Linked DNA regions of Mus musculus: region 2 is linked to region 1. A link is a contact called in public promoter capture Hi-C data. All regions are on one chromosome and are shown on one strand. Each heading gives the region's core, a stretch centred on a gene start, on an enhancer-like site or on the middle of the called end of the contact. The rest is flanking DNA. Distances are from core to core; before and after follow the strand shown. Region 1 holds the start of Slc9a7 (solute carrier family 9 (sodium/hydrogen exchanger), member 7). Region 2 holds the start of Chst7 (carbohydrate (N-acetylglucosamino) sulfotransferase 7).

Region 1 (6,303 bases), core at 3,390-5,889:
AGTAGAACTACTGTAAATGTGAGAGAGAACCACAATTAACTGACAGTTTATTTTGGACTATACAGCCAGACATGTAGGAGCCAGTAACTTCAAAATGGTGCTAAATCGCCTACAGAGACAACCAGGAGCTCCCTAGCCTAACAACACAGTTAGACTATTGCTGTGCTAAGTCCTTACCCACATGTCTACAGCTAACATGTCAAGGTCTGGGGGCTACTTTCAAAATCCCTGGAAAGTTGGGCCTGAGAACACTTTGCCTTGTAGCTGCCTTGGCCTATCAGGGAAAATGATCATAAGTGTCTTTTGGTCCTTGTCTTTTACCACAAATGCTAACCATTCACAATGTGTCTCTTTTTATCTTTAGGTCTTTTGTACCTGAGCAAGTACTTACTACTACAGGATCTATTGGTGTAAATTTCTACTGTAATAACTATTCCTTGGGGACAGTGGAATGACATACTATGATTTAAATAGGGAGATGTGGGTGTTAAAGTGAGTGATGTAAGACGCACATGCATCACAAGTCCTACAGAAAGAAGGCATAGATGTGGTAGTAAGTAAATAATTTTACACCACTTTTACAGTTCAAAAATCAAAATGGACAAAAAAGTTCATGGTGACATCTGCCTTGACTCACAAGTCACAGCCATTGAGGTTCTGTCCCCTAAGGAACCAAGGCCTAGTTTGTTACATATACTTCCAGAGGTATTTATAACTACACTAGTTTATTTGTTTAATACTAAGATACTTCTGTCAAATTAAATATCAGTTCAATAGAAAAAAGGTGGAAGACTCCTGGATATTTACTCAAAGGATTCCAAGACAAGATACTTGCACATCCATGTTTACTGCAGCAGGATTCCCAAGAGCTAAACTATGGAACCAACCTACGTATCTGTCAAATGGATAAAGAGAATGTGGTATACATACATAATGGAATTTTACTCATCCAAGAATGATGAAATTATGTGCTGTGTAGGAAAATGTGTGCAGCTGCATATTATCGCAATAAGTAAATTAAGTCAGACTCAAAAAACAGATATTGCATATTTTCTCTCATTTGCAAATCCCAGACTTCATAGATATAACATAAAATTATGCATATATTCATGACATGAAAATGGAAGCTTGAATGTCTAAAGCAGGAGTTCTCAACCTGTGGCCACAACTCCTTTGAAAACCTCTTTTTCCAAAAATATTTACATTCATAATATTTACCATTCAGAATAGTAACAAAATTCCAGTTATGAAGTAGCAACAAAAATAATTTTATGGTTGGGGATCACCACAGCATAAGGAAGTATATAAAAGGGTCACAGGATTCGGAAGGTTGAAAAAACGTTGCTCAATGAAAAAAAAAGGTAAATGGCAGAATGCAGGAGGAAAAAAACCTGGAGGATACAGCAGGGTATGAAGAGAATACTGTCAATGTGTACCAAACACTTGTGTTAAAATGTTCTCATGAAATCCAGGACTGTGTACTACGAATATATGCCAATAAAATAGATGAGAAGAATGAGACTTTAAAAAGACTTTAGGGTTTGGGGATTTCACAATTGAACATCTTCACTTACAAAAACATAACAAGCATTTTAAATTTAAATTGTAGTTTCCAGAAATTACTATGCATCCCTATCACACAGCAGACAGATACTCAACCAGTGCTTCCCCTGAGCCTTCCTGCCCTGCATTACTCAGAGACAGGAGAACTACTCACTTCCTCTATTGCCGCGGAGAAATAAAATCTGATTTCTTTGTCTGTGAGTAGATACATGTGCGTGCACAGGTATGTTCAGGTGTGCACACCAATATGCATGTGCAGGTCAGAGTCTCCTGCCTTATCACTAATAATCTTAAGTATATAATGAAAGATTAGCTAATCAAGTAACATTAGAATTCAGAGTTGGATCGAGGAGAAGATTGAAACGGAAGATAAAATATCCTGCAGAAAAATGTTTTCTCACAATTACAAACAACCCACATCATACAACATATAAATATTTGACATATCTCAGCACATCGCACACTGACAAAATAAACCTCTCAATACATTTAAAAGCAGCAAGAAGATCTAAAGACAAAGGACAAAATTATACAGGTATATTATGAGATTTATCATTTATAGCACAACTATCCACAAAATGAAACAGCATACTGGCATGTGGTCCCAGTGGCTAAAACACCGAGGTGAAATTTTAAAGTATATATCAGCAAAAGAAAATCCCACTATTGCTTTAAGCATTAAAATAAAGATGACTGGAGCTGTGTGTGCTAGCTCATGCTTGTCATCCCAGGCTGAGGCAGAACTGCCCTGAAATGCAAGGCCAACCACGGCTACACAGTGAGTTTTAGGACAGCCTAAGCTATTGTGTGAGACCCTGTCTTGAACGAAACAAAGGCCAAAGATAACTATTACTGAATTTCTATGAACATAGGATAATCCTCAGAATATATTTTTATCCCCATTTATTTTTTGTATCTTTGAACATGCATTTATGAGCCCACCAAATGTACTTCCTATTTCACATTGTTCTTTAAGGAGTGGGCTCTGAATTTTGTAAAATAAATATATTCTCATAGATTTGTATAAACATACAAAGGCAGTCTTCATTTCCAACGTGGCTCTGAGTCAATAACCTAAAATGGCAACGTACTTCAGTTCCTCACTATCTGCTAGGAAACATCTCAGTTTACCTGCTTTCCTCATGTCACTCATTTGTGACCAAATAACACAAACTACAAAGGCTCCATGAGCAGGTATGGAGGCCAAAGTCTGTCCTGAGACCTGTGCTTTCCGATAACCAACTAGGTTTATGGTTTTCTGGTTTCAAGATCTATTTAGGCCACTACTTCCATACTGGAAGATTCCTGACAGCACTAGTCCCTCATACAATTTTTCTGAAAGGGTTTGGTAGCCATAAGCCCTGGTTATTAATAACTAAACAGGAACCATAAGACCTGTAAGGCCCAGGACCAAGAGTAATTTCCACATTAAAGATTAAGCTACCTGCTTTCCATTCTCTGTCAGAGATCCCTGAATAGAAATTGAGTGGAGTATATACTGTGATGAAGTAACATGCTCTAGCTTGTGAAACAGTCCATCAGAGTCTCAGTCAGTCTCTCTCTCCCTCTCTCCCTCTCTCTCCCTCCCTCCCTTCCTCCCTGGCTCCCTCCTTCTCTCTCCACTATAGGATGCTGCTTTGAGGGAGTTAACATCTCTGAATTAAATTAAAAAGAATGCTTGGCTCTAGTTTGGAGTCCATTGGGGGTGGAGGTGACAGGAGGCACACAGAGAGAAAACAGGATGACTCAGATTGTGGCTGTTATTATCCATGTCCTAGCCTTGCCCATGTAATATGCTGTATACTACTAAATCACTAAATCCAGAAAGGATAGTGGGATCAGCCCATCCTTAACAAAAGAGGACTGACTCCAAGATTAAAACCATCACTTTTCTCTCCACGAACTCAGAAATGTATGTTATATTTTAGGGTTATAAGAGCTACCCTTGACTTGCAAAAGGCATAACTTCCCAATGAGACATAAGGGTACCTGTCTCTAGTTAGGCCTGACATTGTGGTGTCATCAGTCTGGGTCCTAAACCACGCTCATCTTTCTCTGTATTCCTCATTGCACTTTATTAACAAGAAATGAAAGAACACAAACATCAGAAGTGGGCACCAACCTGCGATGACCACCATGAGCAACCCAAGTCAAGATTTACATTCAGCCCTCTTTCTCACGCTCTGTGGCCTGTCCCCTGGGGTGGCACAGCTCCCTGGGAAATCCCCCAATACCTTTTGCAGATCTAAACTGGGGCGGGGAGTGGGGAATCAATGCTGATGGAGAGCAGCACAACCGAGATAAAATGAAGCAAAGGGATCAAGGAGCCACCTCTGTATCTTTCATCTTAGTTCCTAGTAAAGAAACGTCGAAACGGGAACACCCCCCCCCCCACACACACACACACACACACACACACAAAATGCTTTTTAACCGTTGCAGAAAGCCAGAAAAATGCAGACAGTTGACCTTGGAAACCCACAGCGTCTCAGCGGGAAACGCAAATGAAGAAACTCATTTGGAAGTGAAGCAGGAGCACTGCGCGGCACCGGGAGGAGTACGGCCAGCTGCCCTAGGGACCTGGGCCGTGGCAGTAGCAGGGGACTCACCATAAATCATGGCCAGCCCGGTCTCATGAAGGAAACGCACCCGGCGGTGCTTGAAAAGCCAGATGGTGAGGATGGTGAGGGTGAGCAGCAGGATGAAGGTGAGCAGGCTCACGCTGTCCTGCCGGTGGCTCTCCTCCGCCTCCTTCTCGGTGGCAAGCTCCTCCATGGCGCTGCTGTCCTCAGCCGCCGCCCCAGAGGAGGCCGCGGCCCCAGCCCGCAGCCCCCGACCCAGCAGCACAGGCAACAGTGGCAGCAGCAGCAGCCGCGGCGACAGCCCCCGAAAAGCTCTCCCGGGACCCGGGCGCGCCGCGTCACTAGGCTCCATGACTCCGGGTCGCCCGTGCCTCTTCCACGCGGGGACCAGCTCGCGCCGTCGGCAGCTTCCAGCGGTGCCGCGGACTTACCCCGGTGGCCACAGCCGCAGCTCCTCCTCCCGCTGCTCGCGCCTGGCCAGGGCTGCGCCAAGCTGCGGGGGAGGGGCACGCGCAGTGCGCAGGATCCCCAAGCGCCACCCCCCGCCCGCGCACCTGTTCATCCCCCGCCTAGAGGAGCAGCAAGGCCACCAGGCTGGCTGTCCGGGCGGGGCGAGCTCTATCCTCCCTCTGCCAGGAGGGCGGCTAGCCCTTCCACTGCGCCACCGAGCTGCTGGCCGTGTCCAAGCGTACCTGGTCAGACTGTCTGGGGTCGGCAAGCCAGTTCCTGAGTTGTAGCTACCACGTCACCTAAAAGAGATGGCAGAGGTCATTCGCTCCTGGCAAGGGACATCAACTTGGATCAATTCATTGCTAGGTCTCCAGACCTGTCCTTAGCGCCACGCTCAGAGTTTGAAGTCACAGGGGTCTGTGGCCTCTCTGAGCCCAGTAAAGTGGGGGTACCCAGGAGTTACAAAGTCATGTCACTGTCTATACACACGGACGCGCGCGCACACACACACACACACATACACACCACCTACTTCAATTTTTCTCACCTTTCGGGCTGTATCCAGAGTTTCAGAACTCCCCAGAGTCTTTTAGGCATTATTCAAATAAACTGTGTTCAAGTCAGCTTCAGGGTTGTAAGGGCAATTCGTGAGAGCCATGAAATAAATACCTCCAGCATCTAGATTGCAACTAATCCCCTTGGGGAAAGAGGGTTGAATTAGAGAGAACTAAAGACTCTTGCCATTTTGTGTAGAAGAGCTGCAGATGGTGTACCAAGGGTACCCTTTTAATGCTGTCTTCCTGTTAACTTTGAAAACAAGGGGGGGGGGGCTTTAGTTAAGCTTTTAGGATCAAGCCCAGCTCCGAATTAGGACAAGGTCTTCAGAAGACAAAAGCTTTTGGAAGAAATTCTAATAACTAGAATAGTTATTCTCTAGACTAACTAGAGCAACCACCTTGTTTCTCAAGTCAAGGAAGAAAAGAAAGCTTAATATGATCAGTCACCTCCTGATGTTGAGCATTCTATTTGCTGAATCTCTCTCTGAGATCCCTACCAACTGCCCATGCTTTTTTGGCCAGAGGAGTTTTTACAGTCAGGAGAATTCACTGAAGGACACAGGGAAACTCTTCAGAACATACCTACATCCTCTCTAGGTGAACATTTAGACAAAACTGCATAGTACCTTCTTCACACCATGGAATCTCTTCATCTTGATTTTAGCCAGGATCTTTTGCTACTCCTCCACAAATATATGAGACACTGCAAACAAGAACCACCTCACTGTGCATAGTTCATGCCTCAAACTGAGATAATGAAATATTTGGACCTATTTTAATTGACCATGCTATTTGAAAATGGTTTCTTCTAACAGCAGACAACCAGAAGACTAATTCTCACATAAAGTAGTTGACTTGGGAAGAGCATGAAAAGTCTCACCCACCTATTCATAAATATATACCGAAGAAAACACACTGTTATCCACACATAGTTATATTTGCAAACTATCTTATGCAACCCAAAGGTTCTGATTCCAATTAACACAGACTAATCCACTCAACTGATTTTCCCCAGGTATGGTGTCTCTATGCCTATAATCACAGCTACTCCAGAGGCTGAGGTGAGAGGAATTGAATTAGGGAGTTCAAGGTTAGCCTGGGCAACATAACAAGATTTACCTGACCATCCCAAAACAAACGTGAGCAAACTA
Region 2 (6,226 bases), core at 519-3,018, 230 kb before region 1:
TCCCCCCTTCCACATGCTCACGACCAGTCTCTACTCGTCTCTTCTCTTGCTCTGCCTTTCTCTGTCTCTACTACCCTCTCAGCTACCCTCCCCATGCCGTGAATAAACTCTATTCTATACTATACCATTGTACAGCTGGTACCTCAGTGGAGGAAGGGATATCTCACTATGGGCCCACAGAGGCACACAACTATCTATCAACTGAGCTGTGACTCCAGGTCCCTCTCCCATCTCAGAGTTAGTGTTGGAAGATAAAGCCAAAAGGGACAGTTGGAGGAGGATAATTGTAATTTTATTGTCTCCATTACTGGGCTTGAGGTTTTTATAACTAACAACAGAAGTTATTTACATTCTGCTCAGCCATATATTTCTCCCCAAGTGAGCCCAGAGCAACCTTTTTTGCTTAAAAAGGGAAAAGGAAAAATATAATGGAAGCTATTAATTTTATGTTGCAAAATAGTATCCTTGCTACAAAGGAGATTAATACATAAGTGAGTGAATGTTACTGATGGAAAATGAAGAGGTTCAACATGGTTTCTTCTGACAAAAAAGTAGCAAGTAATGACACTGTTGGGAAAGGAGTGCAGTGGTACCCCTGGTTGGAGAAGAGCAGAGAATTTTGAATAGTCCTAGAGGCTTGAGATTTGGAATTGACAGGATGTCTGAGGTTAATGGTGTTAAATTTCTCTTGGTGTAAACATGTCCTTTATGGAATGTTTTGCAATTGTGTTTGTGGGTTTGGGAAAGAATGGCTTTTCTAGGGGAGTAATGAATGACAGAAGGCAAGGAAGTTTAGTTTATTGCCATGAGTGTTATTAAAATAATGGCACAGGACCAGTAAGATGGCTCAGTGAGAGCACTTGCCTAGAGCTGATCCTAGCAACCTGAGTTCAATCGCCAGTCTCCAGGACATGCAAGATGAGAGAAGAGAACCAACTCCCTCATGTTGTCCTCTGACCTCCATACATGTGCACACACAGGCACACAGGCACGCACGCACACACACACACACACACACACACACACACACACGAATATAATTTGAGAGAGAGAGAGAGAGAGAGAGAATTGCCCATAGTCTTTTAGATGAACACGAAGATTTGAGAAAAATGTAAAGGGAGTGGGCAAGGTGGATCAGAAATAAAGAATATATATACAAGTGGCTGGAAAGTGTGAGAATTGTGGGCAAGAAACAATGATTGACAAATACAAAATAAATAGTTTTCATATATAAGGAATACAAGAGAAGGGCTGGAGAATTAGTTCAGTGATTAAGACCACTTACTGGAGACCCAAGTTTGGTTTGAAACACCTATAGCTCTGATTACACCCATCTGCAACTCTTGTTTCTGGTGATCCAGTGCCCTCTTCTGGATTCTGCTGGGACCAAAACAGGAAGAAAAAAAGTGTCATTCTCCAGGTGGGGAATCATGTCCAGTCACTGGATGCCTTCTGTACACATTGTGACTCTCCCTTGCCTGAAGTTGGTTGGTTAGCAAACTTAAATTCGTTTTGAAGGAGTTAGGGAAAGGTGGAGTACACTCAGTGCACCCCAGAGGGTGTCCCTGCCCTGTGGCAGCCCTGTCCAGCTCTAGCCCGGCGTTGAGCAAACCCAGGAGCAGAGCGTAAGTGGGCGGGGAGAAGTTTCGGGTACCATGGGCAGGGCCTGCAGCTGCTGAACCGGCCAATGAGCGCTCTCAAGAGGCTGAGCCAAGAAGGAGGCTGAGTGTGCCGCCACCACTGCCTCCCAAGTTTCCTGTAGTGGATACACCGCCCGGCTGCTCCACTCCGCTCCACCCAACATTGAGGGAGACCCGAAGAGGCCGGAGCCGAGGACTTTGGGCTGGGTTTTCTGGACAGAACCAGCAGGCGCCTACTCTGCTCTGGGTGGGGAGAGTGAGGATTCGGTGAACTATGAAGGGCCGGCGGCGGCGGCGCCGAGAGTATTGCAAGTTCACGCTGCTCTTGGCGCTGTACACGCTTTTGCTACTTCTTGTCCCCTCTGTACTGGACAGCCACAGCGAGCAGGACAAGGGCAGGAACTGCCCCGGCCTGCAGCGCAGCTTGGGTGTGTGGAGCCTGGAGGCGGCGGCGGCCGGGGAACGTGAGCAGGGCGCTGAGGTGCGGTCCCTGGCCGAAGGAAACCCGGATCGATCCCCCGGGTCCCCCGGCAACCTCAGCGCCGTCGGTGAGGCGGTGACCCAGGAAAAGCAACACATCTATGTGCATGCCACCTGGCGCACCGGCTCGTCCTTCTTGGGCGAACTCTTCAACCAGCACCCGGACGTTTTCTACTTGTACGAGCCCATGTGGCATCTGTGGCAGGCACTGTATCCGGGCGACGCGGAGAGCCTGCAGGGCGCACTAAGAGACATGCTGCGCTCCCTCTTCCGCTGTGATTTCTCTGTGCTGCGCCTGTACGCGCAGCCTGGGGACCCTGGGGAGCGAGCACCGGACTCGGCCAACCTCACCACGGCCATGCTTTTCCGCTGGCGGACCAACAAGGTCATCTGCTCGCCGCCTCTGTGCCCCGCCGCGCCCCGGGCACGCGCGGACGTGGGACTCGTCGAGGACAAAGCCTGCGAAAGTACCTGCCCGCCCGTTTCGCTCCGCGCCCTGGAGGCCGAGTGCCGCAAGTACCCGGTGGTGGTCATCAAAGACGTGCGGCTACTGGACCTGGGAGTGCTGGTCCCTCTGCTGCGTGACCCAGGCCTCAACCTAAAGGTGGTGCAACTCTTCCGAGACCCTCGGGCCGTGCACAACTCGCGCCTCAAGTCGAGGCAGGGACTGCTGCGCGAAAGCATCCAGGTGCTGCGCACGCGCCAGAGGGGCGACCACTTCCACCGGGTGCTGCTGGCGCATGGAGTGGATGCCCGTCCGGGAGGCCAGGCCCGGGCTCTGCCCTCGGCGCCACGCGCTGATTTCTTCTTAACCAGCGCGCTTGAGGTGATCTGTGAAGCGTGGCTTCGCGACCTGCTATTCACCCGCGGCGCGCCCGCCTGGCTGAGGCGTCGCTACCTGCGGCTGCGTTATGAGGACCTGGTGTGGCAGCCCCAAGCCCAGCTGCGCCGCCTGCTGCGCTTCTCTGGGTTGCGGACACTCGCCGCGCTTGATGCCTTCGCATTCAATATGACGCGGGGCTCGGCCTACGGCGCCGATCGTCCCTTCCACTTGTCTGCGCGGGACGCCCGAGAGGCTGTGCACGCCTGGCGCGAACGTCTGAGCCAAGAGCAGGTGCGCCAAGTGGAAACCGCCTGCGCCCCTGCCATGCGTCTGCTTGCCTACCCTCGAAGTGGGGACGAACGCGACAGGAAGACCGTCAGGGAAGGGGAGACACCACTGGAGACCAAGGCCAATTGGGCTGTGTAATACCCTGATCCCTGAACCCTGCCCCGGGGCGTATTCAGGTAAAGTGACACAGTATAAGGAACAGTATTTGGGGAGGGGGAATCCTGAAACAACCAGCGGGGTTCGGGGAGGGGAGTTGAAGGGTGGTTAGAGGGGTCAATGCTGTCCTGAATCACAAGCTATCAGATCACATCCAAGATCATGTCTTGTTTGATAGATTTGAGGTGCTTCAGTGAGTTCGTTCCTTACCTTCTCAGAGGAGGTCTTGGAAGTGAGAGAAGTTGTGTAAAGGTAGCTGAAGCAGCCTCCAGGTCTGCTCTCCCAGCCCCCTTTATAAGGCATCTAAAGTCCAAAGCCAGTAGAGAAAGTCTAAAGCACCCCAATGCAACTTGAGAAAGGTAACTAACATGGAGTGGAGTATAGGGTTTAGGAAGTCCTTCCAGGCATATGCCTGTTTATCCTGTGGGACAACATTTTGCCATGGTTGTCTGCTGTCAAAAGAAAAGCAAAAACAAGGTGTTGTGAAAAAGTTTGAATTTTTGCTCCTATTTATCCTTAATTTTTCTGTCTGATATTTCTTTGTCTTTCTCTTCTACAGCTCCAGGGCTCTCCTCCTGGGTACTAAGCACACAGGCACAGTAAGGCAGCTCTTGCAACACATTTGTGTGTTTCCAACCCTATTACAAACAAGTAGAACTGACATTCCTTTCCCCTGGCTTCGTGGGCCCTTTTCCCTCTTCTCTTCCCCTCTCTCAGAGGCTGACTGCTGTTTGCAGGATATCTGACCACAGGTCACAAAAGCTGCTTGATCAGCTTCCTCTGGTGCTCTAAGAAGGCTGGGCTGGGTTTTCCCCAACTTCATCATGGCATTTTTTTTTTTTTGATAGATGGGGCTTTAGACTGGCAGTTAACAATTTGTCAAGTAAACCCCTCTTTTTTTGCCATTTTCTATAAAGTGGTTGCTAAAATGGCCTCAAAAAGGCTCTCTCTATATGTGTCCAGTATTGAGTTAACAGATGGCGTGTAACACTGGGCCAAGGGAAGACTGTTCTGTATGATGCTCACCATAGGAATCTAGTCAGTGGCATGGGAATGCATTTCCCCAAACCCTGTGAATTGGAAGAGTGCCTGCTGCCTTCTGTACAGTGCAGACCAGAGGAGGAAGAAAAGCATTGCAGGAAGGCCGGAAGTGACTTAAGTTTCCATTCATTATTTTATAGTGTAATTCAGTATTCCCTGGGGATGGACTGGAGGGACAAAGGTTGAAGATGTTAATGAAGATGGATTTTTTTTTCTTTTTTCTTTTTGGTTAGTAGAGTGGTTTGGGGAAGCTGGCTAATTGAATTTGCTTCTCCCAGTAATCAAATCAGTTTTTGTAATTGCTAGGAAGTCTGTCTTCTTTCCTGATTTTCATAGAGAAGGAAAGTAAGACACAGGGTGACTCCTCATCTTAACAAAACCATCCTATTATCGTAGCCATATTTACGTAGGAAACATAATGGTTCCTAACTCACCATCACAGACTTCAAGACACTCATCTCCTGGTCAAAAGCTGTAGCATTTTATGGTTTTAAGACATGAGAATCTCCTAGAAATTTTGTTCCACAGCCTTCTCCCAATTTGTTCCAACACACTATATGATGCCTGAGGCAGGGTGATAGAGAGGAGTGTAGAGGACTTTGTACCCTAGGAAGTGCAAATGGGTGTGGGTGACAGTGACTGTGGGCAAAGATGGTGGTACTGCTGTTTGAAAGGCTTGTGCAGCTTCTCTGTAGGGCTGCAGGCACATCTAAGTAGAAGCTTTAGGCTCTAGTAAACTTTAGTGGCTGAGCTCTTCCTTCTGCATTGGACACTTAGGATCAATATATGGACATATTAAAATGTTTGTATTCTTGGCTCCTAGGCAGATAATCTTGTTATTTTTCTCAGAACCCACCACCTATTAGCTGACTTCCTTCTCACTGGCTAAAACTAGCTCACATGGCTTGCCCTATGCCAATAATTGCATAAGGGAATGGATGCATTTTGAGTGTCTCATAATAGCAGTTCTCAGTGCTGGGTGAAAGTTACAGTTGACTTCCCCTAATCTTTAGTGGGTATATTTCTAAGACTCTCAGATAATATATACCTTATATGGACCATGATATTCTCTATTGATAAATATCTATGAGAAAATGTAATTTATAAATTAAGCATATTGAAATGTTAACAGCAATAATACAATAGAATAATATAATACAAAATAATAATGCATTGTAATAAAAATTTCATCAGTGTATTGTTACTGGGCTGCCATAAGACAGGAAGTGTATATGGTGTGGATCAATGTGAATATGCTGGATAAGGGATGGTTTCCATTTCAGACAGAAAACAGCAGAACTGCATGTCAGTTCATCCTGCTACCCAGAGCAACATTGCAAAGCTTATAAATGATTTCTGCAATTTTCTATTCATATTTCTGGACTATGGCTGGCAGTAGGTAATTGGAGCCCAAGAAAAGAAAACTATATGGAAACCTTCTACCACTACTATACATCCAGCTCTGAGGAGCTTTTAGAAAAATGCCCATACCTAAGTTCTCCCCTGCTCCAGAGATGTTTTGGGAGTAGATTGGTGTTGGAGATAGAACCCATGGTCCTATACAGTCTATAAGCAGGTGCTCTACCATTGAACTTCACCCCAAGCCTAGGAGATCTGATTCATTCACTCTACCATGTGGTCCCCAGACCCAAGCATAAGGGTTTTCAAAACTCTCAAGGTAACTCTACTGTACAGCCCAAACTGCAAACCACTTGGCTTGGACCAAAGATTCATTCCCTGGGTCAGGCCACTTGCATGGGAGCAAGGTCAGAATGGGGAGTCAAGGGCTATTGATAAG

The links. Promoter capture Hi-C pulls out the DNA fragments that hold promoters and counts their contacts.
Region 2: a contact with region 1 is called in a promoter capture Hi-C map of pre-B cells. The contact joins the promoter of Chst7 here to the promoter of Slc9a7 in region 1. A contact is called at or near these places in 18 of 39 promoter capture datasets (the 3T3-L1 cell line, 3T3-L1-derived adipocytes, the C10 cell line and 9 more), 2 of 484 Hi-C or Micro-C datasets (both in embryonic stem cells), 5 of 115 datasets of contacts at active chromatin or transcription factors (astrocytes, embryonic forebrain, embryonic stem cells and 1 more) and 2 of 9 other capture datasets (adipose tissue and macrophages).

The regions. Positions count from the first base shown.
Region 1 is chrX:20,287,188-20,293,490 of GRCm38.p6, forward strand. It overlaps Slc9a7 (solute carrier family 9 (sodium/hydrogen exchanger), member 7), which reads right to left and starts at 4,640. Exons shown (of 17, transcript NM_177353.4): 1 at 4,173-4,640. The coding sequence starts at 4,497.
Region 2 is chrX:20,057,802-20,064,027 of GRCm38.p6, forward strand. It overlaps Chst7 (carbohydrate (N-acetylglucosamino) sulfotransferase 7), which reads left to right and starts at 1,769. Exons shown (of 2, transcript NM_021715.1): 1 at 1,769-3,407. The coding sequence starts at 1,915. The coding sequence ends at 3,369.